6 separate regions of the Mus musculus genome follow, and all the other regions are linked to region 3. The links are chromatin contacts, called in public ChIA-PET, Hi-C, HiChIP or PLAC-seq and promoter capture Hi-C maps. All regions are on one chromosome and are shown on one strand. Each heading gives the region's core, a stretch centred on a gene start, on an enhancer-like site or on the middle of the called end of the contact. The rest is flanking DNA. Distances are from core to core; before and after follow the strand shown.

The links. Promoter capture Hi-C pulls out the DNA fragments that hold promoters and counts their contacts. Hi-C and Micro-C count contacts between places; a contact is called where the count stands out from the background. ChIA-PET counts read pairs in DNA pulled down with a chosen protein or histone mark. HiChIP or PLAC-seq counts read pairs in DNA pulled down with a chosen protein or histone mark. Capture Hi-C pulls out chosen DNA fragments and counts their contacts.
Region 1: a contact with region 3 is called in a Hi-C map of CD4 T cells, with 5 times the contacts expected there. The contact joins the promoter of Engase here to the promoter of Pgs1 in region 3. A contact is called at or near these places in 2 of 484 Hi-C or Micro-C datasets (CD4 T cells and embryonic stem cells), 1 of 115 datasets of contacts at active chromatin or transcription factors (large pre-B cells) and 1 of 9 other capture datasets (liver).
Region 2: a FOXA1 HiChIP or PLAC-seq map of pancreatic cancer cells shows a contact between it and region 3. The contact joins the enhancer-like site here to the promoter of Pgs1 in region 3. A contact is called at or near these places in 1 of 39 promoter capture datasets (stem cell-derived epiblast-like cells) and 6 of 115 datasets of contacts at active chromatin or transcription factors (astrocytes, bone marrow-derived macrophages, extraembryonic endoderm stem cells and 3 more).
Region 4: an RNA polymerase II ChIA-PET map of effector CD8 T cells shows a contact between it and region 3, with 10 read pairs. The contact joins the promoter of Lgals3bp here to the promoter of Pgs1 in region 3. A contact is called at or near these places in 3 of 39 promoter capture datasets (cranial neural crest, hippocampal neurons and liver) and 3 of 115 datasets of contacts at active chromatin or transcription factors (effector CD8 T cells, large pre-B cells and pancreatic cancer cells).
Region 5: a promoter capture Hi-C map of adipose tissue shows a contact between it and region 3. The contact joins the promoter of Cep295nl here to the promoter of Pgs1 in region 3. A contact is called at or near these places in 5 of 39 promoter capture datasets (the SN4741 cell line, liver, pre-B cells and 2 more), 2 of 115 datasets of contacts at active chromatin or transcription factors (memory CD8 T cells and pancreatic cancer cells) and 1 of 9 other capture datasets (adipose tissue).
Region 6: a contact with region 3 is called in a promoter capture Hi-C map of pre-B cells, with 3 times the contacts expected there. The contact joins the promoter of Cant1 here to the promoter of Pgs1 in region 3. A contact is called at or near these places in 6 of 39 promoter capture datasets (the C10 cell line, the SN4741 cell line, hippocampal neurons and 3 more) and 3 of 115 datasets of contacts at active chromatin or transcription factors (effector CD8 T cells, memory CD8 T cells and pancreatic cancer cells).

Annotation. Positions count from the first base shown.
Region 1 is chr11:118,474,062-118,478,221 of GRCm38.p6, reverse strand. Engase (endo-beta-N-acetylglucosaminidase) reads right to left here and starts at 1,390. Exons shown (of 14, transcript NM_172573.3): 1 at 1,118-1,390. The coding sequence starts at 1,236.
Region 2 is chr11:118,360,723-118,365,328 of GRCm38.p6, reverse strand. No RefSeq gene overlaps it. Among named protein-coding and RNA genes, the nearest start is that of Timp2, 7.6 kb to the right of the region's middle. Within about 2 kb of position 1,943, at least 259 of the 459 cell types and tissues checked have an H3K27ac peak or open chromatin away from gene starts, as enhancers often do. A contact at or near this core is called in astrocytes, bone marrow-derived macrophages, extraembryonic endoderm stem cells and 1 more, where this site is marked.
Region 3 is chr11:117,985,259-117,990,057 of GRCm38.p6, reverse strand. Pgs1 (phosphatidylglycerophosphate synthase 1) reads right to left here and starts at 3,201. Exons shown (of 10, transcript NM_133757.2): 1 at 3,045-3,201. The coding sequence starts at 3,178.
Region 4 is chr11:118,400,379-118,404,773 of GRCm38.p6, reverse strand. Lgals3bp (lectin, galactoside-binding, soluble, 3 binding protein) reads left to right here and starts at 2,815. Exons shown (of 6, transcript NM_011150.3): 1 at 2,815-2,988.
Region 5 is chr11:118,339,757-118,343,906 of GRCm38.p6, reverse strand. Cep295nl (CEP295 N-terminal like) reads left to right here and starts at 1,373. Exons shown (of 3, transcript NM_021440.2): 1 at 1,373-1,594; 2 at 2,234-2,330. All of the region lies in intron 1 of Timp2 (tissue inhibitor of metalloproteinase 2), which reads left to right.
Region 6 is chr11:118,416,603-118,421,289 of GRCm38.p6, reverse strand. Cant1 (calcium activated nucleotidase 1) reads left to right here and starts at 2,172. Exons shown (of 5, transcript NM_001025617.2): 1 at 2,172-2,360; 2 at 3,636-3,716.

The DNA of each region.
Region 1 (4,160 bases), core at 141-2,640, 490 kb before region 3:
GCCATTTAGGTACACAGTTATCCAAGCTGGCATCCTTAAAAGCCCCCAGGGCCTGAGGCCATCAGGAATGACTTGAGCTCCCTCCTCAGGTTCTGCCATCAATCACACTGTCCCTCTGTAAGTAAACTGAGGAGCCTTTGGAACTGCGGGGATGGCCAGACAGTAGCAGGCTAAAATGGAGACGTCATCTTTTTCTTGTGGTGCTAGGGGCTCAAACCCAGAACTTCCTACATCCTAGGCAAGTGCTCTGCCATGAATCTCTCTCAAGACCTTCCATTTTAATTTTTGCGATGTGGCCTCACTACACCAGGTTGGGGCCTCAAACTTGTGATCCTCTTGCCTCACCCCATCAAGGAGTTGGAATTAAAGGCCTGTGTCATCAGGCCATGCAAAACACCCGCCTTTGAAATCTCACCACCAAATACTCCTCTTCCAGATGGCGCCCCCCTGGCTGACTCCTTTATCCTTCAGCTGCACCCAAAGGAACTCAAAGTCATCCCGTCTGCCCATGCCCACCTGTCACCTGAATGTCCCTCCAGTAAGAAGGAAAAGGACCTCTTAGGATGGCTTCTACCCACAAATACCTTTCCCGTCGGTCAGCAACCATCCTAAAGTCTGAATAGCCCATCTGTCTCACTGCTGTGGGTTTAAAAACGAAGCAGGACACATCAAGTTTGTGCTGATACCTTTCCCAGTGTCCCACCGACCACGGGGTTACAACCCTGGACCAGGGGGGTATGTCTGTCCACTTCTTTGCCTTTGTGCCTTTGCTCATTCTGATCCACCTAGTACAGTCCTCGTCCCTAAAGATTCAGTTCAAATATTACACGAACAGAAAGCCATCCATGTTCGGGATTGCCTAATCTATAGGGCCAAAGGAAGGTGCAGTAGCCTTGGCGCCAGACTGCCAGAACGAGATCCCGATGGGCTGGGACAGGGTCCGTCATAGGTTAGGAACAAGGGAGCTGCTAACTTGCTCGGGTGGCCCGTCTGCGACCGGGGATAGAAGGATGGAGGGACGTAGGTTTGTCCGCAAGCGACAGACAGTGTCGCGCTGCACGACAGGCAGCATGGCCACCCCAAGCCCAGACCTGGAGCTCAGCCCAGCCGTGCGCACCTCCGCCCCTGCCTCCGCCGCCCCGGCCTCCGCTCCGTCTGGTCCCGCGCCTGCTTCTCCGGGGCCGCGGGGCTCCGCTGCCTTGCAGCTCCCCGGGTCAGCACCGACGAGGTCTCCATGACTGTCAGCGACTGCCGACCGCTAAGCCCTCCAGACACTGCTCCAACAGCCAATCGCAAGCCTGGGCCTGCCCCTGCCGCAGCTCTCAGCCAATGGTGAGTGTGCAGCGCCGCGGTTGGCTCGCACCGAGTTCCGGCTAGGATCTGTCCACGTTCTGCAAGCGGCGGGTGTAGAGCCTGAGTTAAATAACCGGAGAGACGGGGCGGGACCTGATGGGCGGGGTCTAGGAGAAAGGCGGGGCTGCGTGGATCCTGAGCCCAAGGTTCTGAGACCCAAAAAAGTGTTATTTAGAGTTAGCCACGAAGTTTTCTTTCCAGACGAATGAAACAATCTGCCAGCGACAACCAAGTCGGTACACGTTAGCAATGAGCCCTGGAACTGGGCCACAGAGACTGGTGGCCTAGCTTCCCTGGGTCCCTGGCTCCTTGGATCCCTGGATTCCTGGATGGGATCTAATATTACAGGCACCTGTAATATTCTGCTTTTTTTAAGAAATTAAAATATAATTACATGTTTCCCTTCCCTTTCCTCCCTCCAATAGTTCCTGTGTACCTCATCCAATCTCTCTCAAATTCATGATTTTTACTTCTTTAATGTTTGTCATCTACGTGTGTGTATATATAAACACAACCTGTTCGGTCCCTTTAATGTTACTTGTATGCAAATGTTTTCAGGGCTGACCGTTTGGAATTGGATAACCAACACAGGCTGACGATTGTCTTTTCTTACTAATGAACAAAAGAAAGAGGTGTTATAACCAGCTTGAGGCAGGGCTCCATGGGATGCTATAGCCAGGTACGATGGGAAACCTAGGAGTAAAGGCAGGTGGAGAGATGGGGGCAGTGCTGCTGACCTGGAGGGACTGTTTCCATCTGTCCTGTAGGGTGGTCAGCATGGTGAGCATGGATAGTTTTCCCCTGAATGCATTCTTCTTACTCTTAAGCCTGTGTTCTGCAGGAAATAAATCCTCTCAAGTATTCAGGGTCCAGGAAGCTGCATCTGCCAGAGGGCACCTCCCACAGTACCTGGGCACAGAAGAGATTCACAGTAACCTTGATGGTCCTGTGTTCAGAGCGGTGAGCAGAAATGCCAGAAGACGAGGAAATGGCTTCTCCTCCCTGAGCCCAATACCCCTCTGCAGCTTGCAGCTTCTGGCCCCACAGCAGCTTGCCCAAGCCAAGTTCTCTGGGCCTCTTTATTACTGTTTACAGGCTTTGAGCTTTATGAGGCCCCAAGCATCCATAAACGCCAAGGGTGGGGATGGTGACTAAGGTGGTTGAATATAGGCCCTGGTTACATTGCCTGTTGGCCAGTCGGCCAGGGAAGGGACGCTGGGGAGCAGGACACTCTGATCTGTGGGACACAGTTGGCAGGACACCTCTTCCCACTGACCCAGGGTGGGGAGGGAAGCTCTGTGTGGGGCTGCGACAGAGAGAAGGTAGCAGGTCACAAGCCCAAACACAGTCATCTACTATAACGCCTTGTGGAGCAAACACAACTATCTTGAAAGCTGTGTAGATCGTCCCTCCACCTCCCAACTCCCTGCCTCTGTACTCTAGGTGCCCCCCCTCCAAGACCTGTGCATCTAGGACAGGGTCATGAGTGGAAAAGAAGAACTGGTTGAATTCTCAGTTTAGGGTCTGATGACCTGACCCCCAACTCCCCACTCCTTCTACAAGGGCATGATGATAGGCCAGTCTTGTGAAAGTATCGTGAGCGGGGGATCAATTTAGATGACGATAGTTGTGTCATGCCCAGAGGACAGCATCCCATAACACAGCCTAACACTGTCTCGCCCTTTCCCTCTCAGTCCCCATAATGCTCCAAAGACCAGAAGAAGGAGAAGCATGGAAACTGAGGGCCAGTGTGGAAGGCCAAGAGTCTGTTGCTCTGAGCGAGCACTGCACTTCTCTTGCCTTGCTTCCTGCTGGCTGCCGGGCGCGGGAGAGGCTCTGATGCTTGGAATTGTGGCTGCCACCTGAGCCTGTGAGAGTGTACAGGATGGTAGGACAGAAGCAGCCTCCTGGATCTTCCATAGAGTAGACACAGCTTCAACCTGGACCACTTCACGCAGGCTCTCCCGGGAGCAAAGGTGCTTAACTGAGCCCAGCACATCCTGTCTGTGATAGTGACTGGATCTAAGATGATGTATGAACAACAGTTTCTGGAAAGAAGCTGCATTTTATAAGCTGGTTAACCGGTTAGAACTTCCTTGATTATTGAGAGTTTGGAATGTTGCAGACCTAGGGTCTAATCACAGATTATCTGACCTATCTTGGCCCCTGGAATAGCCTCTGTCCTTCTCTCTGGGACCTAATGTCCTGTGACTATTAGCTAAATCCTTTAGAATGTACAAACAGGCCCTCTGGGTTCCACCAACCCCAGAGCTAAGAATGTCACCATATAGCATGGGAGACCTATAGCACAGATGTTCTTATTGTGCTGAACGCACTTCCCTGATGTTTCCAACAGTGTTTGGAAGGTGTCTTGATCTATGACTTCCTTTGTTCTCTTACTACAAAAACTCCATGAAACTGCTACCACACTGAGACATGGAATTTGGGGTGACCTAAATTTGTTCCCAGCCCATGATCATTCTTATCTGGCTCCAGAAATAGCATTTTGCATCCCCCAGTGAGGTGAGGGCTGTTGTTAAAAACAGATAACACTGGAGTTGCAGATAGCCCCAGGACTAATTACATTTGATGTTAATTCCATTCTCCTCTGAGGGGCTGCCAACAAGGAGTGAGTCAGCACTCGGGTGATTTCTAGTAAACCTGCTTCCCACCTTAATTTGTAAAATAAAGGAGAGCTGATGATTGGGCAGATAAAGGGAAGGTGAAGTAGAAGTGGGGGAGAGAGAAGAGGATAAAATGGAAGAGGAAGAGGACACAGAGGAGAAGGAAGTAGAAAAGTGGAGCAG
Region 2 (4,606 bases), core at 694-3,193, 380 kb before region 3:
CCACCAACAGCTGCTGCAGGCTCCCCGCACCAAAGCTCATCTCAGACCCTGCTGACCGCTGGCTCCACCCCACTCCCCTCCTCACAGCCAGCCTGGCTCCTGGGCCCTGGCCTTACACATCCAGCACACTGGCTCTCCAAGTGTGCCTACCCAGCTATCTGGAGGACTCTGCCTCCAACCCCTGAACCATTATTTCTCCCAGGCAGCAGCCTTCACCCCTCACTTGGGCCCCTACAAGGCTCTAGGCAACACCATTGGATGGAGCCTGTTATACTCTGTATTTCCTGTGTGTGTGTAGGCCAGAGGTCAACATTGGGATGTCTTTTTCAAGACTCTCCCCCTTATTTTTTTGAGGCAGAGTCTCTCGCTGAACCTGGAGCTATTGGTTCGGGTAGACTGGCTGGCCACACAACCCCAGAGATAAAGCCTGACTCTGCCTCCCCAGTACAAGGCTTGCAGGCACAGCCACCACGCTCTGCTCTTACATAGGATCAAATTCACTTTACCTACTGAGCCATCTTCAAAGCCCATGCCTTTTATTTCCTACTGAGCGGTGGTCTGTGCCACACAAGAGGACAGAGATCCTGCTTATCTGTAGCCCCAGCTTCAGAACAGCCTTGGCACATGGCTTGTGTGCCCAAGAAATACTTTTGAGCAAATGAACTACAACCTTAAGAGACATTCACCCAGAGGCTGGCCTGGTGGTACATACTTGTAACCCCAGTGCTCTGGAGGCAGCTGGATCTCTGTGAGTTCATGGCCAGTCTGGTTTGCAAAGTCAGTTCCAAGCCAGCCAGGGACCCTGTCTCAACAAAACAAAGTAAAAGAAATATTCAGTGGATTGGGAGGATAGACCTGTGAACAAGTCAGCTGTGAGACAAGCCACAGCAGTCTAAAATAAGGCCACTGTGGTAGGTCACTGGGCACAGTCCTTTTTTATCCCTCATCAAGCCACTCTCTGTCACCATGCCATCCCAGGTCTGGGACTGGGACAGTCTCTATCGTGTTCAGATGGCCAGGATTTTAGGTGGAAGAGTGTGAGGGCTGAGCGGGCTCCACGGGGAAGAGATATTTAATGGGGCCACCAAGAATGACTAGAGGGACATGTCCCAGACATTCCCTGCTTTCCCACAGCACCAAAATTATAGCACAAATGACCAGGTGCTAAGGCAGAGCCCACAGCATCCTCCTGCCTCTGCAGGGACCCCAGCAGGGATTCTGTGCTGGAAGCCGTGGTCACCCTGAGTTTCCCTGACTTTACCTGTGAGCACAGTGGCACAGCTCTGCAGCCAGGAGAAGCAGAGAAGGGGGCTGAGGAGGCAGGATGACTAGCTTTCACCTGTGTTCCCGGGTCACAGGACACCAGGACAGAACCAGATGACAGGGTCTGTCACAGGGCGCATTTCTACCCAGGAAGCTCCAGGCACAAATGGATACCACTGTCCTGAGTGGTTCCTCTTGCCTTTGATGCCGAACAGCCCTTTATAGCTGAGGGAGAGCTGAGCAGGCTGTAGCAAAGCAGAGAGATGCTGGATCTGCACTTCAGACAGCAGAGGAGATGCAGGACACCATGCCTCCCTTCCCAGGAAACCTCGCTCCCCCTCTTCTTCCTCATCGCTTTGCTAGGATGAGACCCACCCCAAGCCTGGTCCTTCTGCCCCTGGAGAGAATAGGGCTGACTTTGCATCTAGCCCTGTGTGCACTCCTGGCTGAGGGGTGGTGACACAGGGATGCTACAGCATCTCCAGAAAGAAGAAAGGGAAGGGAGGCTGGTCAGGAGCGCAGAAAGGAAAAGAGGACCTGGGAGATGCAAGGGGTGGGTTCTCTACACAGCCTTACCATGCTGTAGCACTCAGCGCTGCTGGCCTGCAGCTCACCACAGAGCCCAGCCTCCCTTCTGTTTGGATTAGGTAATGACATCATGGCCAAAGGCTGTCACTCCCCAACACCAAAGGAAGCAGAGGATGGTGGTGGTGGCGGGGGAAACCCGAGCCTCTTGAGCCTCCCATCCGGGACTAGAGAGACTAGCCAGACTAGCTGACTAGCGGGCCAGGGAACCTGAAACCACCACCCTCAGGCAACCCCTGCTGAGCTGGGCAGCAAGCTCTGGGGTCCCTCACCCCTCCCTGCCTGCTGAGGCTGCTTCCTGGGGAAAGGCAGAGCAGAGGGGCGAGGGTTCCCATCACAACCCGCTCCTCATGAGCAAAAGCACATGACCACATGCCCAGGGCCAAGAGGAAATAGCCTGGGCATGAGGAAATGAGAGCAGCCAGGGGCGTCCACTCCCTGCATCAGCTACATTCCTCAGTGCTTCACTGAACTGGTCTAGAGGGTCCCAGAGAGCCCAGGAGGGACAGGGTGGGGGGACCAGAGGAGGGATGGGGTTAAGGGAGGTGGAGGGGGTAGACAGGGGCCGGGGGCTGAAGGGGGGCCAGAGGAGGAGAAGGGGAAGCCAGAGACTTTTAAGAATCCAAAGCCACAGCAGCCTGCTCTCCAAACCCCTCTCTTTTCTGGGAAAAGGGCAGAGATCCCTGGCTTTGCCTCCTTCTTAGGATGGAAGCCCCAAGGAAGAGAGAGGAGGGACCTGGCCCCTGCAGAGTCCCTCCCTGTGACACCAGCCTGTGCACAGGCTGAAGCTGGGCGGTCACTGTCAAGTCAGCCTTCCTCTGGGATGCTGGCCCATCCAGCATAGTTCAGATGTGGCAATTCTTTGGGGCCAAGCATCACAAGGCTTCCTGTTCCCCACCAGGACACCCTCCCTCTCTCTACCCACCCCTTCCTCTCTCCATCCATCCCTCCTCCCTTCCAGTCTGAAGTCCCCCTACCAACATGGGTGGGGGCAGGACTGTCACTATGATATGAAGTTATGCCTTACACAAGGCTGCCTGCAGGTTGGCTATGGAATGCTGTGTTCACAGGCTTATGGGATGCACACCTGGGAAAGGGGAGCCATATTGTGGGAGATGCCAAGCCCCCCTCTCTTTAAAGATGAATGGGACAGGATAACAGGAAAGCCAAAGTGAAAGGAGCGGCGGGCCAAGCAAACATCACCTAAAAGCGGGTACTTGATGAGCTATGGCCAAGGCCTTCCCACTGCCATAGAGGGAAGAGTTCTAAAGCTGGGGGAGGGGTGTCCTGTCACTGACAACCTGCACCCTCGCCTGATCCCACCCACCCCCAGCTCCTGATACCCAGATGCCTCGGATGCCTCAGTGAGCATCCTTTCGGATTAGAGGCATTCAGTGTCACACACAGAGACGACAGGAACCTACCTTACCAGGCCTGGCTCTGTAAGTTAATCATATCTCCTATCTTCCCTGTGTCCCTGACCAGGGTGGATAGTGTGGAACAGGACTCCCACCTGGGCCTCCAGGTCCCTGGTTCGTTCCTAAGCGGAGTGTTACTTGCTCGTCAGAGCAGAAGCCGCTCTCCAACATTCTGTTGCTTGCTTTACTCAGAGCCAAAAATCTGTAGCCATTTCTTCCTCTGAATCCACTAGTCAATCAGTCAGTCCGTCGATCAAATTTACCATCTATGAGTTCCAGCATGCACACGGGACAGTATTTGTGTGAGGGCCAGAAGTTCTCAGCCTCTATCCTAAGGAAGCTGAGTCTCCTCTCGTCAATGCTGCTCTGCTGTGTACCTGAAGCCCCACCAACGGGCCAAGATTTAGAAGCCAGGCTCTAAATGAAAGGTGTGGATTAAGAAATGAAACTTCTGGGCTGGCAAGATGGCTCAGAGGGTAAGAGCACTGACTGTTCTTCCAAAGATCCTTGAGTTCAAATCCCAGCAACCACATGGTGGCTCACAACCACTCATGAGAACTGAGCTCCTCTTCTGGTACCTCTGAAGTCAGTTACAGTGTACTTATCTATAATAATAAATAAATCTTTTTTTAAAAAAAGAAATGAAACTTCTATGGAAATGCTTTCTTAGTGTGTCCACTGTCAAGCTGTGGCAGGGCTGAGCCCAGTTTGCATGTCCAGGCTCTGCTAACTCACCATCTTGTCAGCCATGGAATGTCCTGAGTAAACAGTAGGGCCAGAAGGACGGACCCCACCTACCTGATGTAGCCAAGACTCTGATGCCCATTTGGGTGGGGAGGCTCATCACGGTGCTGATTGGAATCCCAGGTCATGCTAGTACAGTCTCCTCCCAGAGATGCTTAAACCCAGGCCCACCTCCCCATAGCCTCCGGCTTCCAGCTCCCTTGAGTCCTACCCGAAACCCCTCCCCCACAACCGCCTCTAGAGCTTCCTGTTGTTGGCTCAGGTCTACCTCCTTGGCACGTGTGGCCAGTTTTGATGCCCATGTCTGAGAAGAGCGTCTGGCTCTCCAGGAACCTGCCGGAAAGAGTGGGGGGTGGGGGTGGGGCTTCTGATCTGTTCAAGCTGTTGCTGAGAACGCTCCACGTTCTGGGGGAGATGGGGCAAGCAGGGTGGGTCTGGAGATGGTAGAGCTTCCCCTAGGCACACTCATCCTGAGTACTCGGATGCCTGTTTCACCCAAAGACACCCTGCTTCAGTTTCCCAGGAAGAAGCATGAGGGAGGTACCCTGGCCACTTCCTCCTGGCCCGGACAGTGTTTACTGGGTCTACCCAGCATG
Region 3 (4,799 bases), core at 1,952-4,451:
AAATAAGTTAAGCTCATGACTACACAGAGCTATTATCAATGAATCAGTGATCAGAGAATTACAAGAAACCACACCATTCGGGGAATGAGGAATTGGGAGGTGCAGTGGAACAATGGAGAAGAATCGAAAGCCAGCAGCTGACAGTCAGTGGCCACAACTGACATAAATAATGCCAAACACCAAGGCCCCGGAGAACCAGAAAAAGCTGCCAGCCAAACAAGGCAGAGGTGGGGGACAAGACCCGCAGGGTCACCCATTGGTGGAAACACCAACCCCAGCCCCTACCCTGAGAACTGTAAAACAAAGAGCTTCTGAACACACAGCAAAGAACTCGAGTCCTAGACTGACTGTCACAAGTCTGTCACTCAACCCCCAGCCCCACTCAACTGTAGACTTAATCCTTCGGTTTAGAAATACGGAGCCATGAGTACTGCAAAGATTTTGGGGAAGCTGAGCTGCGTGTGGTAGCACATGCTGGCAGTTTCAGAGCTCAGGGGATGGCAGGAAGATCAGGAGTTCAAGGCCACCCCAAGAGAATGAAATCCTGTCTCAAAGAAACATGAGTCACGTAAGAAGTCTACAGAGACTACCCTCACTGCCACACCACACCTGCCATCCCCCATCCAGGAGCTAAGGCCACCCTTAACAACATAGCGGGCCTGAGTCAGGCTGGGCTACATTCAACCCTGCCTCAGAAAAATTAAAAAAAAAAAAAGAAAGAAAAATTAAAGATACAACTTGATCTACGTAGAAGTTCTAGGACAGCCAGGGACACAGACTGAGATCCTGTCTCAAAGGAACATTCATGGGCTGGAGAGGGCTCGGGGGTTACGAGTGTCCACTGCTCCTGCAGAAGACTTAAGTCTGATTCCTACAAGTGCATTTAACTTTAGCACCAGGGACTCCAATGTCCTCGTCTGACCCCCAAGGGTTCCTGCATCATACGCACCTACACATGGAAGCACACATAACTGCAAATAAAAATAAAATCTTGGGCTGAGTGTGGTGGCCACACCTTTAATCCCAGCACTCCATGGCATAAACCAGTAGGTCTCTATGAGTTTGAGGCCGGCCTGGTCTACATAAAGAGTCAAGCCAGCCAGCTATAAAGTAAGAACCTGTCTCAATCAAACTAACAAAATCTTTTTTTTTTAATTTTTTAAAGGGAACAATGAAATACTTCAACAAGTAAAGTTGCCTGCAACCAAGCCCAAAGACTTGTGTTCAATAATTAGGATGCACATATGGGCACACAACAAAGCTTTTCATTTAAAAAAAAAAAAAAGATAAAGCAGGAGTTGAAAAGCAAGGTGCACTCCTGTCATCCCTGTGCTCGGGAGACTAAGGAAGGAGGACCCAGTGCGCCAGGCTAACCTGGGCTACAAAGCACACACACTAGGGCAGAGGGTGGGGGGAGGGTAGCCCAGTTGGTAAAGTTATCTAACTGCCTAGCATACACAAGGCCCTGGAAATGTCCCCTATCTAGCCCATGAAATTGGGCACAGTGACACATGCTGGTAAGACTAGCACTTGTAGACAAATGGGCCATTAATTCATAACCATCAGCTACAAAGGATATTCGAAAGTAACCTGAGGTGAGGCCCTGTCAGGCCTAGGGGCACAGCTCCATGTAGAGTGCTTGCCTATCCAGAATTTGATACCCAGTGGTATAGGGGATATAGTTCATGTAGGTTGCCTGAGCCCCCTTCAGAGATCAGCACCAAAGCTGAACAATGAATACTGAGGTTTACAAACCAAAAGGAAATCAACAAAGCTTCCTAAACTGCTCCTCTTTCAGGCAGAACTTTTGAAACCTAACATTTTTCAGTGGTCTGGTGCCCTGATGTAATAAGCGTCACCTGATTCTACCGTCCAATCGAATGGCTGGGGGAAAGAGCCATTCTGATCAGCAGGCAACCTGAGATAAGACTGCCTGTCTGCCTTGATTCTGTCATTCAGTAGGTCCTCTAAGTCTAATTTGTGCTTGGGTTGGCAAGCTCCCTGTTACTCTGTAAATCAATGACCCACATCTAGAACCAACGCAGGTGACTGCACCTCAAGCCATCTAGAGACAAGATCTTACCCACAGATCTTACTCACAGAACCAGAATGGGCCATTACAGCTCACACCTGGGAGTCAGCATTGGACATGAGGCAGGAGAATCAGGAGTATTAGGCTAACCTGAGTTACTCAATTTAAGGCCAGTATAGATACATGAAACTGTGTCTCTAAAAGAACTGGGGGTCCAGCGAGTTTGCTGCCAAGCCTGATGATCCGATTTCAATCACTTCAACTCACGTGGTAAAAGAGAACCGACTTCCCCTACCACCACCTGAGCACACAGTCATTATTTTAATTGTTTTATTTATTTTAAAGAGAGAGAGGAGGAGCTGAGATGTGGCTCAGTGGTAAAGCACCTGCCTTGTGTGCATGGAGTTCTGGGTTTGGGCCCCAGCATTTGAAGAAAAAGAAAACGAAGTCTCTAAACATATCCACACGAGAGAATATCACACACAAACACACAATCTCAATATCTATCTCGCGCGCTCCTGAAAATTAGCAATAGCATCAGGCCTCTTGGTTGAGCCTGTTCTTGGCAAATGTTTCCTTTAAAGGACCACTGCCTGAACAAACTGCTTCAAAGCTTCCCTCACCGCTTACACAACCCACTTCAGTACTTTTCCAGAAACAAGCCTTTCGAACGCGCGCAGAAAGAGTTTCGAGTGTTTCCTCTTCACGGGCCTGAGTACCGATTGAGTCAGGATTGAGAAATGTCTCCGGCAGGATGTGAGGAAGCCAGCCTGCACCGGGTCCCCGCAGGGCTGATTCACTCCGGCCAACTCACCGCTCTAACCCCGACTGCCACACTCACGCCCCGAGCCCGGAGCACAGCAGCCTTGGCCCCAGGGCCGGGCCGCAGCCCCGAGCTCGCCCCGGGTGGCTCCTGCACGGTGCACGCCCACGGGGCTCCTGGCTGAGCCGCCGGCACGCGGGGAGACAGCGAGTCCCCCACCCCCCGCCCGGCCCTCTCGAGCGCTCTCACCTCCGGCGCCGGCGCTCCCGGCTCCTGCCCAGACGGTCGGAGAGGCGGCCCAGGAGCGCGGCCAGCCCGGGCCTGCCAGGCAGCAGGCCCAGCAGCCGCCTCCAGAACACCGGGCCCGCTGCCGGCGCCGCCATGGAGACCCGCCGCTTCCGCTTCCGGCGCGCGAGAACTTTATTGACAGTGCGAGCGCGAACAGGGAGCCAGCGCGCAGGCGCGGTAGCGGCAGTGACAGCTGCATAGGCTGTATTCCCTTGTCTTTGCCTCTCTGTATCCTTTCTGGGGCACCGCGTCGCGCCAGACAGGGAGCTCAAGGGCGGGAGGCATGGACTACAGTCCTAAGTTCACCTGATGGTCCAGGAGGGAGAATGCTGGTGACAGCTCAGCACCCCGAATCCTGTCAGATTAGCAGCTGCTGCCCTGCACTTTATGCTCATCTGCCTTGCTGTAAGAGGAGGGATGCTCAGCGACCAGACTACCTGTCAGACTTCCAGCTGCTACCCTGCGCTCACATAAAGGTCCAGGAGGATTAATAACAGCTCAGCGCCCGGAGTCCTGTCAGACTGATAGCTGCTGCCCTGCGACCTATGATCATCTGCCTTGTTCCAAGAAGAAGGAAGGATGCTCAGCGCAGACTTTCAGCTGCTACCCTGCGCTCACATATGAGAGTCCAGGAGGGAGAATAGCTAGTAACTGCTCAGCGCCTCAATCCTGTCCGTTTGACAGCTGCTGCCATGCACTCACATGAGGGAGCAAGGAGGAGGATGTCAGTGGCATCTTAGCACCTGTCACACTGACAGCTGCCGCCATGCGCATTAAACTCACCTGCATTGCTCCAGGAGAGAGGAAGCTAGTGATCATTCAGAGTCCTGACACCTGTCAGATTGATAACTTCCTGAGCCCTACGCCCTCAACTCACCTGCCTGGCTCCAAGAGGAAGGATTCTTGCAATAGCTCAGTGCCCAACACCTGTCAGATAGCCAGCCCCTGCTTTGTGCCCGCACTCGTGTGCATCATCACTCAGTTCAGCACCCTGAGGCCTGACCCTCCTCTGCCCCTGTCTGACTTTCATGCCCTTAATTCCTTCCCTGGCTCACATGCTCTGGGACTTAGAAGCTAGAAACATTGTAAAACAGTCATAATTCTCTTTACCCCAGAGATGATGGAGTTAAAGCTGTAACACTTGAACTAACATTCTGAATTTCACCTCCACCAAACTATTTCAGGAAAGTGAATGACACATTTCAAAAGAATATTTATCTCAGTCTTTCTCCCATTATTGAAAAGTGTGGAAACAGCCGGTGGTGGTGGTGGTGGTGGTGGTGCACGCCTTTAATCCCAGCACTGTGGAGACAGAGGTAAATGGATCTCTGTGAGTTCAAGACCAGTATGGTCTACAGAATGAGTTCCAAGATAACCAAGGCTACACAATGAAACCCTATCTTGAAAAACAAACAAAAAATCTCAGTGAAGGAGTTGGCTAGATACACTGTGGTGTATCAATACAATGGATGGCCATAGCTCCATGAGAATATGATACCCTAGAATAATATTTCATGGCATCACTTATAAAATTTACCAGGGGCAGGCAAAATGGCTCAGTAGATAAAGGTGCTTGCTGCCAAAGCTGACAACCAGAGTTTCAACTTCAAAACATATATAGTAGGAAAGAGACTCAATTTGTCCCCTGACCTCCACATGTGCGCCATAGCATCTGTGTGCCTGCTGCTCCCACAAAATAAATGAGCATTCAGAAAT
Region 4 (4,395 bases), core at 1,566-4,065, 420 kb before region 3:
GCATGTCCTGTGTGACTGAAGTGGAAGCAGGGTCACCCGCCTTCATCCCCTCAGAAGTCTCAGATGTGTCACATGCATCACCGAGCAGCTCGAGGGATCTGAATGTTCCCTGGGCCTGACCTCTTGGGAAGTCCCCCTGTGTCACAATGTCTGGGCCCATTAACCACCCATCTGTTGGCTTTGGAGTAGACATAGAACAGTGGTTCTCAGTTTCTAATCCTTTGAGGTTACAGATCAGATACTTTTGCATTGTACTTCATAACAGTAGCAGAATTATAGCTAAAAAGTAGCAATGAAATAATTTTATGGTCCAGAGTCACCACCACATGAAGAATTGTATTAAAGGGTCTCAGCATTAAGAATGATAAGAACCATAGACAATGGGCCTGCTGTGTACTACACACCCTGTGATAGCCCTGTCTCTGTGACCTGGCTTCCTGTCCTCCAGTGGAAGCCAGATCCCAGGCCCTGGTTGACAAAGGGGCTGACCCAGGATGGAGGCACCAGAGACTTGCTGTTTCCTGGAGCCACCGGCCAGTCCAGGTACTGACTCTTCTCCCAGCTCTTGTCTCCAGGGGACACCTCCATCCCCCCTTTCACATTCTCAGCCAACGGTGACAGAAGCCACAGTTCAACAAGCTTGGGCATGTCTGCAGAGTCAGTCCTAGCCCTGCCTGTAGCTCTCAGCAAGGGTTTCCTAGGACTGCATGACCCCTTAGCCAATGGAAACTTCATGTCCAAGGGAAGCAGTCCTTGAGTGTCCAACCCTGAGCTCTGGGGCTCCAAGCTTTTTGCTGATCCCAAAGGAACTGTACCCCAGAACTCCCTTGGGCTTTCAAATACCAGTGCCCCTCCTCCCACAGGCTGATGTGGGCATTGGTGTCTTCACAGGTAATTCTCATGGCCAGCCCAGGTTGAGCTGCACTGACTGAGGACTCCCCAAGTAGAAACCAAGACCTGGGTTTCTTGTGGAGAAAGGGGAATAGGTATAAGCCAGGCAGAGCCTGGTCTGAATCCTAGAGAGTCGGTCACTGTGGCCGTTGGGAGATTGCATTACCAAGTCAGGCGTGTATGGGAGCCAGTGTATCTGCTTACCAGCTATTGCCTGGGTTTGGTCTCCAGGGCCTTGGAGCCTTCCTCTCTGTTGTCATACCTAGGACAAAGAACTCAAGGCACAGGATAAAAGGATTTGCCAGACCAGAACTGGTGTAAAAAAAAAAAAAAAAAGTAGACACCAAGGACAGAAACCCAGCCGGTGAATTCCTGAACCATACACCTGAAAAGGAACAGGGTGATTTTATACCAATTCTGAGTCACCTGGCTTTGCCTCCTGGGCCATTTGTGTCAGACCTTTTGAATAGTGTTCAAGAGGACAGTTGGGTGTCTTGAGGTAGGAAACCTTACAGTGCTGGTGCCAGGGGAGCTGCAGGGAGCTGCTGGGAATTAGGCCACTGTCTAAACATCATAAGTCTGGGGAAATTTGCCTTTGTAATTTTAGTGTATCTTACATGTTTGGAACTTTTGTCTGCATGCATGTATGTGTACCACGTGTGTGCCTGGTGACCATGGAAATCAGGAGAGGGCATTATATCCTTTAGAAATGGCATTATGGGTGACTGTGAACAGCCATGTGGGTGTTTCAAATGGAACCTGGGTCCTTTGCAAGAGCAGCACGTGTTCATAACTACTGAGCCATCTCCCTAGGCCTCTTTGAATTATATATATATATTTTTACATTTATTTACTGTGTGTGTCTACATGCATGTACATACATGCCACGGTACACTTGTGTAGATCAAGACAGCGTACAGGAGTCAGTTTTCTCTTACAGTGAGTCCCAGGGGTCAAATTCATAGCATCAGGATTGGTTACTGCAAGTCCCTTTACCCGCTGAAGCAGTTTTGGTGGTGGTAGTTTTGTTGTTGTTGTTGTTGTTTTAGGATTTTGTTTCGGTTTTGTTTCTGTTTTTGTTTTTTTCCTTTGAGGCAGGCTTTCTCTGTGTAGCCCTGACTAACCTAGGACTCACTATGTAAACCAGACTAGTTTCTAACTCACAAAGATCCACCTGCCTCTGCCTTCCAGCTAAAGGTGTGTTCCACCATGCCCAATTAGCCCTACTTTAAAAAAAAAGGTATTGTAGAAACCTTTTAAGATTTAATTTTTAAAATTATATGTGTGCATGCATGAGCACACTTGGGTGTGGGTGCCTACAGAGTCTGAGCCCCTGAAGCCAGTTACAGGCTATTCTGAGCCAACCAACATGGGTGCTGGGAGTTGAACTCAGGCCTCCCATAAGAGCAGGTGGTGCTCTTAACCACCAAGCCACTCTAGCCCCCAGCCCTGCTTTCTGCTTTTAGCCTTTATATCGCTATTCTTGTCTCTCAGGACCACTCTGTGGCCCACATACCTTCGCTCTGCGCATGGTAGGTTTGTGCATAAGCTAAGGGCAGCCAGCATTCCCAGGTCCAGGAAAGGATAGTCCAGCCCACATCCACATTCACAGACACGGTCTGACCCGAGCTGCTGCTCCTAGGCCCTCTTTCTGTATCTTTCCACTCTCCTTCGCCAGGATGCCTGCCTGGCCAGCCTGGAGATGTATTTGCTCCAACCATCCCCCAAGCTGCCCCACAGGGTGCCTGCCTGGCTAGCCTGGACTTATATTTGTTTCATCAGCTCAGTATATCAGCTCAGCACAGGGCGCTTGGGTGCCTGCCCTCTGCCCCACAGAGCAGCAAGCAGAAGGCTATTAGCCTTGCTGACAGCCAACCCCAGAAGCAGCCTCTGTCATGTGTTTTCTGAAAATCGAAACTAGGTGAGGTTTACAAAGCATTTCCTGGGACGAGGCTGAGGAAAGCCACATGGTGGAGCTTTTCTCTGCTGAACAGTCTACAGAAGGCTTCCAGTTGCAGCCAGGAAGGAGGCTCCAGGACTGCCTTCAGCCACTGCCTCGCTGCCTGAGGGACAGTTGAGTCCCTCTCTTGCTCCCAGGTGAGTCTCCACTCTACACAGCATGATTTCTGGCAGGCCAGAGCACAGGAGCCAATACAGTTGGGCAGGATGTCCACTGAATGAACAGCTGAAGGGGTGAGTGGGTTAGAGTTTATCCCCGGCCCCCTCCTGGGTCTGTAGATTCTCTCCCAGGACTAAACCTACCTACTCAGTGGTACTGAATGAGCCAGCATAGGCAGGCTTGTCCCATCTTCCCACACAAAGGAGTAGGGCAGAAACAGCCTCTGTCATCCAGTGGACAGCAACATCCACATACACTGCAATGTTCCCAAGGCCTAGAGCGCCTGACCCAGCATGGACAAACCTACGACCACAGTTTATAGTAAATGCAGGGAGTGGGCACCCAGTGCAGTTTGCCTGGGACTCAGGTTTCCCAGAGCCCAGGCCTTCTTGGGATAAAACTGGGGTAATGCCTTGCCACACGGATGTGGGACTCTCTGGCTCCCTCCACCTCCACCAGGGTCCTTGTGGTAGAAGGAGGCCACCCCTGGGCAGACCCTAACCTGTGCTCACTGGCTGTGTCATCTGGAGTCAGTTGGCTCTCTAGCTTCGGCTCTCATTAGGGATGTGGGAACTTTGTGAGTTGTATATTGTTCTGGGTCTGTGCTTGACTAGATGCAGAAGTCTGGTGGGAACCAGTTGGGGGGTGGGGGTGGGGTGCACAGAACTAAGGGCCAAGTCCCACCCATCAGTGTGTTATAGGACTCAACGGTCAGAGCTTATGCCCAGAAAGCTCCCCTGATAGCCAGACTCAGCCACCCATCCTCCATGGTCCAATTAAAAACATAACAGTGAAAAGCCGAAAAAGGAGATTTATTTAATGTGGCCACACTAAGAGGAATCCAGTGGCCTCCCCCATTAATGGCCCAGAGTCTATTAGGGGATATTAACATGAGGTTTACATAGAGGTATACATAGCTAACTGGCTTGCCTGGGCTGTAAATCCCAGAGTGAGCTGTTATTTCCTGGAGACAGGCTTCCTCTCTGGCTATCACCAGGCAACAGCCTTCTCCTTTCAGCGTGAGACTCCCGGGGAGTTCCAGTTCTGCTGTTGCTTCCGCAGTCGGATAGCCAAAGCCTATCCTAGGATCTCTTCACCCCTGCCAAGATGGCTACAAGTGCCCTGGCCCCCTGAGGGCTTGCTCGTGCTGCTCTGGTGCAGAATGTCTGGGGTGGGGGTTGGTCGGTGGGAGAGGGCTGGGGAGGGGCCAATCCTGGTGCTTCTACTGGACCTGAAATATCTCTACTGCTTGTCTCTGGGCCCCTGGTCGGAGTAACAATTTGTGGCTTCCAGTTCCTGCCCAGGAGACAGAGCTCTGTAGCACCATCCACTACCAGTCCCAAGCTGCCTGCTGGGCCTAGAACGAGTCCAGAGTCCATTGAGGC
Region 5 (4,150 bases), core at 124-2,623, 360 kb before region 3:
GCCTGCTGGGGCAGGCTGAAAGAGCCACCTGGCAAAAGTGCCAGCATATTCTAGAAGCCTCTCTCCAGGGACTTTTCTCTTGCTGAAGGTTTGATGTAAGACCAGGAAGAAGAAGATGAAAGAGACAGAAAGATCAACCCCAGGGCTCTGTTTGTGAGTTCTCCAGAGAAACAGAATCAACAGAGAGAAGGCCCGGGCTTTGGAGTGGGAATGGGGCTCCCACAGTTTGAAAGAGCCCACACTGGTATCTGCAGACCAGAAAGCAGTGGTGTGATTTCATCTGTGAGTGGGGGTGGATAGTCTCTAGAGAGCAAAGGACAAGGGACCAGGAGGAGCCCAGATGGCTGGAGACAACAGATATTCATTCACACCCGACATCGTCTGGATCCCCAAGCTTGGACACCCGTAGCCCAAGCAGTATGATTCAAAGTTAATCCCATGCAGAAACACCTCCACATTTACCAGCTCGCTGGGTGTCCCTTAGTTCATTAACCAGCTGAGTATTCCCCGGTTCAGTCAAGTTGACACAGAAAATAAACCATCACAAGAGTGTGAGAAAGGGGACCGGAAAAACAGAGGCGGCTTTCGTGGAGAAAGTTCCTCGTGTGGGGATAACGCATATGCTGGTCCAAGTCAGTGGGCAGTGGCTTTTCCAGGGGCTCATTCCATCCGGCCACAGCCTTTGGTTCCAGGTTCAGCTCCTCTCATCTTGCGTTCTCCACAGCTCGGCCTGCCCTGCCCTTTACTTTTCCTCGATAGGAGGAACTTTAAGCTTGACTCTTTACGAAGCCACCTTCCCCAAAGTAAACCCTCAGTGGTCTTACTTTTAGAGGATGCTCCAGCACAGTCAAGGATGTCTAGCTTTGAGGTCTAAGGAGGTTTAAGAATGAACGAGGAGCCGGAGCTAGGATTCTTTCTTCTCCTGCCTCAGTCAGCTTCTCAGAGCTGTTGGGAAGTAGCCCATACCCTCTGCCCGAGTCCAGCCAGCTGCTGTCTCTGCACGAAGAGGGATGGGAAGCGCCTGTCCTTGAGATCTTTACGTATGTTTGTCCTCTTAATGTTCTGACAGCTGGGGTGGGAGAGCACAGCCTGAGGAGGTCGTGATGCTGCCAGTCTGAGGGGAGGGAGCACTCCTCCAGGCTGTGGCTGTGAACTGAGGCTTTCTACATTGCTCATCAACACCTCTTCAAACAGACTGCTTTCAAAAAGCTCACAGTCCCTGCCACTTGAGACAAATCTCTGATTGCTTTTCTCACCTGGAAACTTGTCCTCTGGCTGGCCTGTCTCTGTATCTGACCTCACCCCTGAGGTGATGTCACAGCACCACAGCTCTGCTGTTCCCATGGCAACAGCCTCCCTTGGTTAACCAGACAGGGCAGACAGGGCTGCTGGCAGAGGTGGGGAGTGGTAATTCCACCTAACCTGGGTCAGTGACCCCTGAAACCCCACTTGGACCACCTTAGGACAAGATTGCGGTGTCTGCCCCTTCTCCGCTGGGAGGGGGGGTCTTTTGTGCCGGCTGTTGGGGGAGAACGTGTGACCAGGCCACGTGACCTGATGCAGATTTAAAAGTCCGTCTTACCAGCAAGAATAGGTGCTGACAGCGGGGGGCTGGGGGTGGGAAGACAAGATGCTCTGAGGAGTGGGAGGTGTCATGACATTAAGAATGGCAGCTGGGTGCCCCTGAGCTGGCTAGGGACTTGGAAAGGTGGTGAACACCACCCCTATATTTAGTAAGGCCCCACCTGCATCAGCCACAAGTGCCCCTCTTGATTGGTGGATGCCTGAACCCTGAGGTCAGAGGGCAGCTTACCACAAGGTCTGTCTGCGGGGATCTGAGCTTGTTCCTCACCCCCTCAACTGGCTGCCCTGCTCTCCTGGTAGAGCATGGGGGAATGGTCAGATGTCCGCGTGTAGCCCCACCCCCAGAATCTGGGTGAGAAAGGGGCTGTGAGCTTGGCTAAGACATACTTTGCCACGCCTTCCCCAGGAGAGATTCTGACACCACTTCAAAAAAAACAAAAAACAAAAACGCAGCCCAGCGCCTTTAGGAATGACCTTTCTCTGGAACTTAGCTGAGGGAGGAGGGGCCAGAAACGGGCCATGAGGCCGCGTACTGTGTCGTAGAGTATAGAGAAATGGGGTTAGAAACATCTCTGATGTTTATTTCACCTGGGCTTGGCTTGGATGCCTCCAGTGATGGGTGTCTCATTGCCTACCCAATGATTTTAAGACAGCTCCATAGAAAGTGCCTCCTTTCACCCGGCCAGCCTTTGCCTCCCTGTAATGTGTCCTCATTGGCCTGGCTCAGTCATCTGGAGACGCATACCGTAAGTACCACCCTCTCCCCACATAACTGGCCGAGCATCTGGGTGGTCCTCACAGCGATGGGAGAAACTGCTGTCACTCACTTCACAGATGAGGGGCTGAGATAGCATTGATCACCACCTCTCTCTGGGCGCACAGTGTACCACCTGCCCTCCTCCCAGATCCTCCAGCCCTGCAGAGGTTTCTGCCTTTTGTCATTGTCCTGAGATCTTGCTAGCATTCCTGGCCTCTTCTCTCCTTTCTCAGAACCATCTGGGAAGAAACTCTTTGCATGTCCGACTCTCCCTTGCTCTGCTGACATTTAGTCTGGCTGTTGTTACTCAAGCATCTATACATTTCTTATTATCTGGTATATTCCTAGCCATTTCAACACTTAAATGTGCTCCCCTGCGCCCCGCCCCGCCTTGCCCCGCCCCCAAAAGGGTTTCTTTGTGTAGCCCTGGCTGTCCTAGAACTCACTCTGTAGACCAGGCTGGCCTCGAACTCAAAACTCTCGCTGCCTCTGCCTCCTGAGTGCTGGGACTAAAGGCATGTGCTACTGGGCTTGGCTGTCACACTTTCGATTTGTTGGTTGGGCTTTGTGACACCAGAGGCCCACATCAGGTGTCTTCCTTGCTTCCGTATATATCGAGACAGGATCTCTCACTGAACCTGGAGCTCACCAACTTGGATACCCTGCCTGGCCAGTGAGCACTAGGGCTCCCCCAGTCTCTGCCTCCCCTATAGTGGGGTCACGGGCATGAGCTGCTGAGCTCAAGTATTTTGCATGGGAGATCTGCACTCAGGTCCTCTTGCTCACACAGTAAGAGCTTTGCTGACTGAGCCACTTGCTCAGCCCCTCATTGTGCCTTGAAAATGATTATCCCGTGACCTTGTCACAGACACTTCTCATCCCTTTGACATCACAGACCCCAGTCTGCCCATCAGCTTCCTGGACCTTAATGTTGTCTTTACCTTCAACATTGGCCTGAGCTCCCTTCAAGCCAGGTGCTGTTCTCAGTGACAGAGGCCATATCATATGCTGCTGAGACACCCTGACTGTGGAGACAGTCTGTGGAGACTGAGGGCCCAGCAGCCACATCACCGAAATGCCTCTCTTTATGTCTGAGCCCGGGATGTCTGGGCTGTCCAGCAGAGGATTAGATTCTTCTCAGACTGTGGACAGAAATCACCCTGGGGCTCTGAGTGGCCGTGTGGCTCCCAGCCACAAACAGTGCTTGGGTCTCCCAAGCCCCCATACTCTGACTGATGGAATGGGTGAGATTTGCTTGTCTTCCTTTTGCATTCTGTCCTGTCAGGTTTGACCGGGGATACAAGCTGTTGAAAGAAAATCTTTGTGATCCGGGACTGGTGGCACAAGGCCTGTAATCCTAGCACTGACGAGGCCGAAGGAGGAGGATCGCAAGTCGTAGGCTAGCCTACAGTGAGACCCAATATCAACAGAAACCACACAAGAGCCGCCCAAGCTGGAGACTTGCAGCTGATTTTCTGTCTGTCTTGTGGGTCACCAGTGCCCTATGGGTGTTGTGTTTTAGGATGAGCGAACTTGGAGTCAAAAGCTTGGGTCCCTGACATGGGCCAGGCCCGCTGACTCCTGTACTCCTGTTTGCTTTTCTGACAGATTTCATTGCTAGCTGTTTATTTGTATGATGCCAGGCCACAGCAGCTAGAGGGACAGGTTGCTATCAGAGGAAGGGGACAGTTCTAGCTAGCAGGGAGGTTGCAGCCGGCTATACAAAGCTGACTTACTAAGTCCACATTAGATTAATGTGTCACTTAGTTTAAGAGGAACCTGTCCTGTATATCTTAAGAACCCTTGAGG
Region 6 (4,687 bases), core at 923-3,422, 430 kb before region 3:
TCTTAAACAGAGATTTTGTGAATATGATGTGCTATTCTCTCGCTGCCTGCATTTTGTTACTAGAGTGTAGGCTACTCCATGGAGGGTGAGGAAGTTCAGGTACTTTTCCGATCCTGTGGCAGCTATGACAGCGTCTCCCATAATGCAAAGAAGAATGCAGATCTTCTGGCTTTTCTTAGCCATGGAGCCACTGCAGACTGCTGCTCTGGAGGACATGTACTCACTCCTGCATGAACACGTACTTTGGGCCAGTAGGTTTTCTTCTAGGAATTTATCCTAGGTACATTTTATAGTTGTGCTTTAATAACACAAGGATATTCCCTGAAGTATTGTTGAAATGTGAGATTTTAGGTATTCCAAAAGAATGTTTTAGGGTGGAATTAAATAGCTTCCCTATGGTCTTGGGTAGAAGACTGTATATGGTAAAAAACCTCATTGGTCTCCTGACTCTACAGGAGTAATTCTATTCAAGGTCCCTAAAGGTCAGTTGCTGGGTAGTTGCAGGACTGTGTCATTCAACTTCTGAAGCTTGCAACGAGATGATGAGAAAGAAGTGTTGAAGCTGGTAACAAAAGTATCAATGCAACCCAACATCTCCTAAACAGACCTGTGTGCCTATGGAAACATCATTCGGATAAGGTTAGTATTGCACAATAGCAATACGGAAGGGATGGATTTCTTCTTAAAGAGATATTACCATAGCTACAAAAGAATTGCACACCGTCTAAAAGATATGACAGGGCTGAGAAGAAAACTCAGCTGGCAAAGTGATAGACTTGCAAGCACAGAGGTGAATCCACTGCCCAGAAATCATGTTACGAAAATGATGGGTGTGGTGTTGCAATCCTGGTGCAAGGGGTACTAGAGCTTCCTGGGACTCACTGGGGCTCAGTGGCCAGCCAGGCTAGCCTACTCAGCCAGTTCCAGGCCATCCAGAAACCGAGGTTGTCCTCTGGCCTCTAGGGGAACGCAAGTGCACCTGTGAATATATAAACCCACACAGATGCGTGTTCTCTCTCTCTCTCTCTCTCTCTCTCTCTCTCTCTCTCTCTCTCTCTCTCTCTGTGTGTGTGTGTATGTGTGTGTGTGTGTGTGCGCGCGCGCGCGCGCGCGCCCCTGGAACACCGACTCTGCCATCTCTCATAAAGGTTAAGCTGGGCAGAACTGAGCAATGTATTATTTAGAGTTGCACAGCTATGTGTTGTCTGCAAAGGAAGGCTTGAGAAAGATGAGCACAGTATTCGGGACCATGCCTCCCGTTGCAGGTGTAAGGAGAGGAGCTGGGAATTGGAAGGAATACCTAGAGTGCTTTAAAAATCCTACGAGCAATCTGCTATTCCGAGTGGAGAAGCTGTAACAAATAGAAGGTGGCTGATTGGGACTTGGTTTGGTCTGACACGAACATCAGAGAATTCAAGAAAGATGGCCTGCCAACCCAAGCACAGAAGAGGGAACCCAGCACATTTCTATTTTTCACATGTAATTTAGTATATATTCTAACGTTAGTTAGTGTATGTCCCAGAGGACAAAAAGGGGTGGAAGAAAGGGTTGTTTTTCACCGTGTTGGGTTACATATTTTGAATTCGTCCCAACTGTGCATCGGTTACTTCCCAGAAGGCTTTTGGGAGACTCAGGGATGAGGCTGAAGTCAGGAGGCAGGGCTGACTCTCTCCATGGTTGATGAGGGCCTCTTAAAGTCCTTACATGCCACCACTGTCTAGGACTGAGCCGGTATCACACAGCACAGAGCTCAGGGCAAGGCAGGCTGGGAAAAGATGAACCGGGGTCCTCCGTTTGTAAGGGCTATTGACTACAGTCGGCGGCGGGAACACACCACCATCCTCTGGTCCTGCTGTGGAATCTGGTCAGCATTGGCTATGACCAGCTGGAACTGCTCAGAAGAGGGTCTGAGGACTAGGGCGGCAGAGAGGAGTCCTAACTTCTAAACTTCCTGAGACGAAGGTCGGGGGGACCAGGCAAAGAACCCTGAAGCTTAACTGGGGAACGACAGACAACTCCTTTGCTGGATTTCCGCGCCTCAATTACAAGCTCAAGCGAAAAACTACGATTCCCAGCAGCCCGGCGCTCAGTGCGCAGGCGCAGAGCAGAGACTGGGTGGGCGAGTAGAGGAAGACACATAGAGCAAAGGCTGCCGGGAAGACGTGGCTGTAGGCAACCGAGAGTGCGGCGCAGGAAGACACTTAGAGCAGAGGCTGCCGGGAGCGCGCGGCCAGAGTGAGGCGCAGGCGCAGAACAGAGACTGCCGGGAGCGCGCGGCGGGGCGGAAGTGGCCGCCTGCCCTGTCCGGCCCTACGCAGGTAGGCGGCAGCCCGCAGGCTCCGGAGCCAGGCCCTCAGTGGGTGAGTGACGGTGCGCCCGCGGCCGGGTGCCCTCCCTCGCTGTGTTCTGGGGCCTGTTGCCACCCGCATCCGTCCGGCCCGGCCCCAGGCACCTCAAACTCCCCCCCGCAGCTAGGCTGTGACGGGTGCCGGACAGACAGACGTCTTTCCCCCTCTGGCTTGTGTGGGAGACCTCCCCTTTCTGATGAGGGTGCCGTGCTGAAGTAGTGCGAAACTTCTTCCTCTTCTGACTAGCATGCTTCAAATGCCCCTAGCGACAGTACCTTCCCTCCCTCCCTGCCTGGCCTGGGCACGGGCTCTCCAGTTTGGCACTTGATCACCTCTCTAACAGACCCACCTACGCACCCCATCCTCACCTGTAACCGCCCACTTCCTTGCTCCTGTCCTGGCTCTTCTTGCTGTCATCTAAGATTGGACCTTCCCCCTAGGCAGCATAGTGCACTATCCTTTTTTACTACCCGACTACCGACACCCCCTGCTTCTTCTGCACACCCCCTAGTCCCTTTCTGCACATACAACCCTAATCTCGGCTAGACTCTCCCAGCCTCGAAGTCGGGCATCACCTGGTCCATCCTTACAGAGCTTCCTGCCCCTAGCACCTGTGACATTCATACGCCTCCAGTAAACCCAAGCACCTTTCTGCAGTCACTCGGGAGTGCCTCAGTAACCAGCTTCATTTCCCAGTTCCATCTCAGGTCTATATACTGGACAAAGCTTAGACCTGGGAACCTGGTCTCACGGTGTCAGTGGGGCCTGACTGACTAGATCTTACAAGCTCCCAAGACTGTCCTGCATGTACTGCAGACCCTGCCTTGGGAACTCCTTCTCCCTGCCCCTCTGGGGCTTGTCTGAGGACCATCCTTCTGGACTGGGCTACAGGCCCTCCTTTGAGCTGCTCCCTAGACCTCGGCCTAGCAGTCTTGCTGGAACCCGTGAGCACAGCCTACTTCCTTCTGGATAAGACAAGGGATCTCTGTCACATAGAGCCCAGAGCGTCTTTGCTTGGCTAGAGACAGAATTCTGTGTGCTTTCTTGCTTTCTTTGTTCCATTTGACCTGTTATAAAAAAGTAAATGCTTCTTGCAACTGAATGGACCATGTACTGTGACCATATTGTCCCTCAGTCCCCTTTACCACGTAATATGCACCAGTGTGTCCAGGAATGCATGACATCCTCTGCCTGCTGAGCAGCGGGGACAGGAGGAGAGGTCTAGAGAGTGGAAGAGGCAGGTGTCCCGTTGCCACCCACCTGACTGTGGCATGTGTGCCCATGAAGCTCCCACAGATACGTGCGACCCTGTCACCTGAGCCTTGGAACATCCTTCGCAGTGTGGCTGTCTTCGCCGTGGCCATACAGGTAGGTGTTCCAGTGCGTGTTAGTATCTGTCCTTTGAGGACAGTGGATGGCAGTCCACACTCCTTCCCCTCTCTGTCAAGAGGCATGAAAATACCTATTAGAAGCCAGTGAGTGTTGAGAATTTCTGGAAAGCTTGTCTTAAATGCCAACACTGAAGGAATTAAAACCTTGTATACTGACTTTAAAGACTTTATATTGGCTTTTCTTTTCATCAACACAAGACAGATTGTCTAGGAAAAATTAATAATAACCCTGATCCTAGAGAAGTCCACATGCAATGAAATAGAAACTCAAGGCAGCTCCCGTGCATTGAGAGTGAGCAATTGTGAGCAGTAAAGTGCAGGTGAGCGTGAGCTGAGAGCCATCAGGGTGGTTCTGAGGGTCTTGCCTTGTCCCCCAGCCAGCACAGGGCGGGGGCGGGGGAGCTCTGGGACAGTGTGGGCTGTGTCCAAGGGTGCAACTGTGTATTCTGGAATTGAGTTCTGGTCTGGGTTGGACTGGGATTGTCAAACCCCTGTGTTTTCAGGCATGCTGTGTTTGGGGTATCACTTTGACCTGGAGGGCAGCTCCTTTGCTAAGTCCCTCCCAGGGCACTGGGGATGCAGACTAAGCAGAAGCAGCAGCGTTGTGATGCCACAGATGCAAGCCGGGGAGGGTTCTGAAGCCTCTCTGCCCACACTGGGAAAGGACTGATGTGAACTGTAATGAGCCTCAAGACGCTCGTGTCTACCTCACCCCCTAGCCTGTGAGCGTGCTGCATTGCCCAGGGAAGTTAAGGCTGGAAATATCTCACCGGGAAACAGGGAGGGCTCCCAAGGGGCAATGTGATCTCAGGACCCTTAAAGCCACAGTGTGAGGCAGAAGAGCAAGAGGGAGTGACTGGCTCAGGCAAAGAGCTCCTGGTGCTCTCAGTACTGCTGGTTCTGAGCAGGGAGGAAGGAACCACAGGCAGGGACTGAGGCAGAGGCCAT